Linked DNA regions of Aedes albopictus: region 2 is linked to region 1. Evidence: chromatin contacts called from public Hi-C data. All regions are on one chromosome and are shown on one strand. The core of a region is the stretch at or near the end of the contact, and the rest is flanking DNA. Distances in the headings are between cores, read along the strand shown. Region 1 holds the start of LOC109402694 (ER membrane protein complex subunit 8/9 homolog). Region 2 holds the start of LOC134284905 (zinc carboxypeptidase-like).

Region 1 (2,627 bases), core at 95-2,594:
TACAACCTGAATGAGGTATTAAGTAGCCCTGCATAAGAGGTTAAATACCTAAAATAATAACTGGTGTGTATTCTGTGCATAACGCGTGAATAATGACATCAGGTATGGCAATACCTAAATAATAATCGGTGATTTTTCCATACAAACAGCGATTTTTCCATAATTGAATAATACCTCAAGCAGTCCTTAACACCAAACCAATAACTCGTTGAGGTATATCCATTTATTTATTTTGTAGGCACCCTGTGCACTTAGGCCTCTACTGTGCCGATTACCATAGTTTATCTATATCTTTCCTAAGCTCATACACTTTGATACAGAGTCTATTTTTAGTTCTATTGACAATTGCTTGTGTCTCTATATCTACCGTCCTCGCAGTAGGTAGGAGAGAGATCTCATGCCGTACTTGTCGCTACCGTTGTTGTTACAGCAGCGTGTGGTTCCTATACATTTCCTATCCAGTCCATTGTGTGTGCCGCGGGTTCGTTTGCCGTGAATCGTATATTAGGCTTGTTGCCGTCGAAGAGGGTCAGTTGTCTCAGTCACCATCCAATGCTGACGGAGGATGGATGTGCCCTCCCAATGCACTGTCCTCCGTGCGGCGTCTTTTGGTGGCTGGACGAAGTGTTTTTTGAAGGGGTTGGGAATTTCACCCATGACGATCCGCTTTACTAAGCGAAACTGTACCTCAAAGCTACAGGCCCCGACGTTGACGTATATCATCAATACCTTCAAAATACCAAAATAAGTTATTTTCAATACCTGGATAACCGACCAATACCTCGTCTTGTTATGATACCTAATTTTGGTATGCTCCAGTTATGTGTCAGTTATTCGTTCCTGCTCGGGTAGATGCGAATATCAAAACGGGACATGCCACAAAAGTTCAGCCTATTGGACGCAGTGGCTTAATTTCCCCAACAGGGGAGGAAAAAAAGCAGGTGACTCCCATTTTCATCCTACTAAAACAAAGGATTGAGCTATTTCTTTTGTTTCTTATTTTTGTATTTGTAGTTAGAAGTGAGCACCCATGAAAACAAATTGAACGGAATCAATCGGTGCCGTAGTCGCTTGTTTCGAATAGTATGAATATGGGAGATTACTGATGGCAGCACACATACCCTACCTACAAACTACATATTTCACGAAGTAATATTTTTTCTAATCAACAAGTTCATCTGCTACAGTTTGTTCCGCAATGGCAGCGACATAAATGATTTCAGCCCACTGCCAAACAGACTGTTCTAAAAACAACGTCGGCAAAATAGACGCGCAGTATGCAGCCAAATTCATTCTGATTGTCACACGGTCACACACCGACCTGTCAAAAGTGGAAACGTCAAATCCTAATCACTGTTCAGTCAGTGTGAATTAAGACCAAAACATTAATCGTTCGATCGCCAGAGTGAAAATTATTTTTCTTTGAAATAACCCAGACAAACTAATCGATTCCAGCTTGTGCCGCCATGTCCGAGGTAAACTTCTCCGCCCGTGCCTACTGCAAGATGATGCTGCACGCGGCCAAGTACCCGCACCTGGCCGTGAACGGGCTGCTGCTGGGTGCCAAGGGTGGCAGCGACCAGCAGAAGGTGCTCGATGCGGTTCCCCTATTTCATCAGTGTCTGCATGTGAGTCCGATGGCGGAAATTGCTCTGATTCAGGTAGAGGCAAAGGCCGCCAAGGAGGGAATGCAGGTGCTGGGGTACTATGCGGCGGCGGAAAATTTCTACGACAACAGTCTGGAGAGAGCGCCGGGGGCACGGATTGCCGACAAGGTGGCGGAGAATGTGACGGGAGCGGTGTTCGCCGTGGTGAGTTCGTGATTGGATTCTGGAAGCACTAGAATGTGAATGATTCGTAATTTAATTTTAGATTGACAACCGAGCTGTCTCGATCAACATGCGCTACCCGGCGCTCAAAGTTTGGCAGAGCAAGGAGGGACGCTGGACCAAAGTAGGCAAGTGCTCGGTAGAGGATTCAAAGAACACTTTCGATGCCGTGTCGAGCTTGCTGCAACGAGGGGCCATGAAGGAGCTCAACGATTTCGACAACTATCTGGACAATACGGATAATGATTGGAGCAATGATCATCTCAATAGGGACTTGCGGCAGATTTTGTCCATGTACTAGGACAAGTGCAATTTTTCATTCCCAAAAAGCTATAATTTATTCTCAAAATCACATTATAAATTGTAATAAAAAGGATTTGTTCAACGTTTAACCGAGTGTTCTTATTGGAATTTTTGGTTCGGATCAAACATCAAGTCAGCGCAAATGTTTTCAAAGAATTTTATTTACTTCACCTTCGTCACAGATTTCTTCAATATAAACATCAAACTTTGATTAATTTCTTGCGCACGAAACTGCTGCTTTTGTGCAAACAATATCATTTAGCTTAGCCATCAATACCGAGAAAATAAAATTTTCCGCGATCAAAGTAGACCGCTTTTTCTTTGCACTAACGGAAGTGGCTGCGTGCGCTGCGTTGTTGTCATTCGACCGCCCCGCGCAAGAGTAAGGTGGCACGCAGCCACCATCCACGTTGCTACGCACGTGAACTGAAAGATCTAATATGAAACCGAAAGCGTCACGTGATCTATTATAGAGAACCTTTGAAAGCGTTCTAT
Region 2 (2,627 bases), core at 48-2,547, 650 kb after region 1:
AACTTTCCCGCCAATCCGGTAATAAAGCTATCTTTGTTGAGGGAGGAATCCATGCTCGGGAATGGATTTCTCCAGCCACTGCTACCTTTATTCTGAACCAGCTCATCACCTCAACGGATCCCAGAATCATCGAACTGTCCACCAACTACGACTGGTTCTTCTTCCCGACGGTCAATCCGGATGGGTACAAGTTTTCCTTCGAAAGCGATCGTCTGTGGCGCAAGAACCGGAAGCCTTACGGCATCTGTCGCGGTGTGGATCTGAATCGGAACTTCGCTAGCAATTGGGGCGGCATCGGTTCCAGTGATGATCCCTGCAGTTACGACTTCTCCGGGTCCGGAGCCTTCTCAGAACCGGAAGCCCGTGCGTTGGCCGACTTCATCCGGGACAACGCCGAAAAAGAGCGCATCCGGACGTACATTGCGTTGCATTCGTACTCGCAGTTGTTGATGTTCCCCTTTGGGCATACGCCGGAGAAGGTCGCCAACTACGAGCACTTGCAGACGATTACGGATAGGGCCATTGCGGCGTTGACGGCTGTTCATGGGACTCCGTTCCAGGGTGGAAGCAAACACGAGACGATTTATCCGTCGAGTGGGGGAAGTATCGATTGGGCCTACCAGGAGGCGAAGATTCCGGTGTCGCTGACGTTTGAGCTGCGGGGACCACCGGACTCGACGGATATGTTTATTCTGCCGGCGGAACAGATTACGCCGGTTGGTGAGGAAACCATGGCTGCGTTCGTCGCCATTGTGGAAGAAGCCAAGCGGCTTGGGTACTACGATTGATTGCATTCTTGGAAGGTTGTTATTTGTATTAATAAATGTTCTCAGTTAAACATAACCATGTTGATTTACTTCAAACGTATGTACTTCATTCGCATCCTTAAACTCCCAAAACTATGATCCAGGAATCCAATATGGTGGACAAAAATTCAAGATGTCATCTTTTCTATGGAGCTTTTTCCAGAGTCAAAAACTAATACATTGAAAATCTAAAAAAAATCCTACAATAAGCAGATTCTGAAAAAAAAAATAATTGAAGTTTAAGCTATTTTTTTGGGTTTAAAACTAAACTATTTAAAATTTAAAACTCTAATCGAACGATCTTAACTGTAAATGATTGCATGAAAATTTATCTCAAGACACACCACCACAGTTTCTTATCAAGCTGTCATGACAGCTGATTTGTTCATCCCACCACTACATTCTCACCTTGTACTAAAAGCTAATCCCATCGGTAAACATTACCTTTGTCCCTTCTCATCTTTACTGCTTCACCTACCATCGAGACGAGATAGACATTCATTATCATTCAGTTTCACTTCTGTTTTCGATTGAGCCGGTTCTGCTGCTGCCGGCTTGCCATTTGTGCATCGCAAAAATGCGATTACCGCACCGACTTCTTTATTTCATCCCAGCAGCCATTGTCGCATTGCTGCTCCTTCTCGTCGTAGATGGCCATGGCTGCTCGGCTACTGGTGTGGCTGTGGACCCCTCGAACAAGGCCCGCTACGATCACTTCCGAATCTACCGGGTACTGCTGGAGAACGAGGAACAGGTCCAGTTGATGCAACAGCTGGAGAACCGGAGCGATAGCTATACCTTCATGGGTCATGCCCGGCATACCAATCAGAATCTAACCATTATGGTTGCACCGCAAAAGATTGCCGAAATGACGGATTTGATGGAGCGGTACAAGATTGGGGGATCGGTTCTGGTGAGTAGCGTTCCTTTGTTTTGTAATCAATGTCGAATCAATATCAAATTTCTTGTGCGATCATCTTCATCGTTGTAACCAACCACATCTACAGCCACTGTTTACTGTTTAAGTCCAAAATATTTTTGTTGAATGCACATTCCTCCGGTTGACGAAAGGACGTGGCCGGCGACCTTTTCCTTCATGAGATGATGGTATCTCGAACGACTGGTTTCCACTTCGTAAGCACTGTGTAAAAAAACTGACTTGATCGATTTCTCTTCGTCGACTCTCTCTTTCGCTAATAACTTGATCAAAACAAACAAAATCATTATTCTTTTTGTTTCTAGACCAAGATGTACTCGTCGTCTTCGCATTTCAACCAAAACATCTTTGGAAAACTTAATACACTTTCCATAATAACACCAAGAGAGGACCGATGAAGAGAAATTGAAAATGTCAGTTAGGCCCCAATGAAGAATCAGTTTTACTTGGTAATGATTCCGCTTCAAACTCACTTGATTGATGCATGTATTGCAAGCTAGGAAAAAATGTAACAAAGTGCAACGTTTCCACCTGAAATATTTCAGAAGGGATTTCTTTAGAAACTCTTCCAAGAGTTTATTTAAAAATGCTTCAGAATTTCTTTCAAGAAAATTTTTGGTTATATAATTGAGAATCCCTAAAGGAATTCCTTTAACAATTGCAACCAGAACTATCATAAGCTTTCCGAAGAAAAAATAGTCCCAGAATTAACTTCGGAAGTTCGTCCAGTAATTTATTCACGAATGTCTCCAGCAGTAAAGAGTTTCTGAGTTTCGAATCCGAAACAGCTGGGGTATCTTCAGGAATTTCTTTAGGAATTTCCATAGAAATCCCTTGCAATTTTTTCTAGGAATTCATTCCGCACTTCCTAGAGAAGATCGTTC

Evidence for each region. A called contact is a pair of places that touch in the nucleus more often than the background predicts.
Region 2: a Hi-C map of whole body shows a contact between it and region 1, with 3 times the contacts expected there. The contact joins the promoter of LOC134284905 here to the promoter of LOC109402694 in region 1. A contact is called at or near these places in 2 of 3 Hi-C or Micro-C datasets (embryo and whole body).

The regions. Positions count from the first base shown.
Region 1 is chr1:44,399,335-44,401,961 of AalbF5, forward strand. LOC109402694 (ER membrane protein complex subunit 8/9 homolog) reads left to right here and starts at 1,345. Exons shown (of 2, transcript XM_019675396.4): 1 at 1,345-1,811; 2 at 1,873-2,221. The coding sequence starts at 1,467. The coding sequence ends at 2,130.
Region 2 is chr1:45,051,858-45,054,484 of AalbF5, forward strand. LOC134284905 (zinc carboxypeptidase-like) reads left to right here and starts at 1,298. Exons shown (of 2, transcript XM_062844444.1): 1 at 1,298-1,719. The coding sequence starts at 1,384. LOC134284853 (zinc carboxypeptidase-like) reads left to right here. Exons shown (of 2, transcript XM_062844260.1): 2 at 1-843. The coding sequence ends at 788.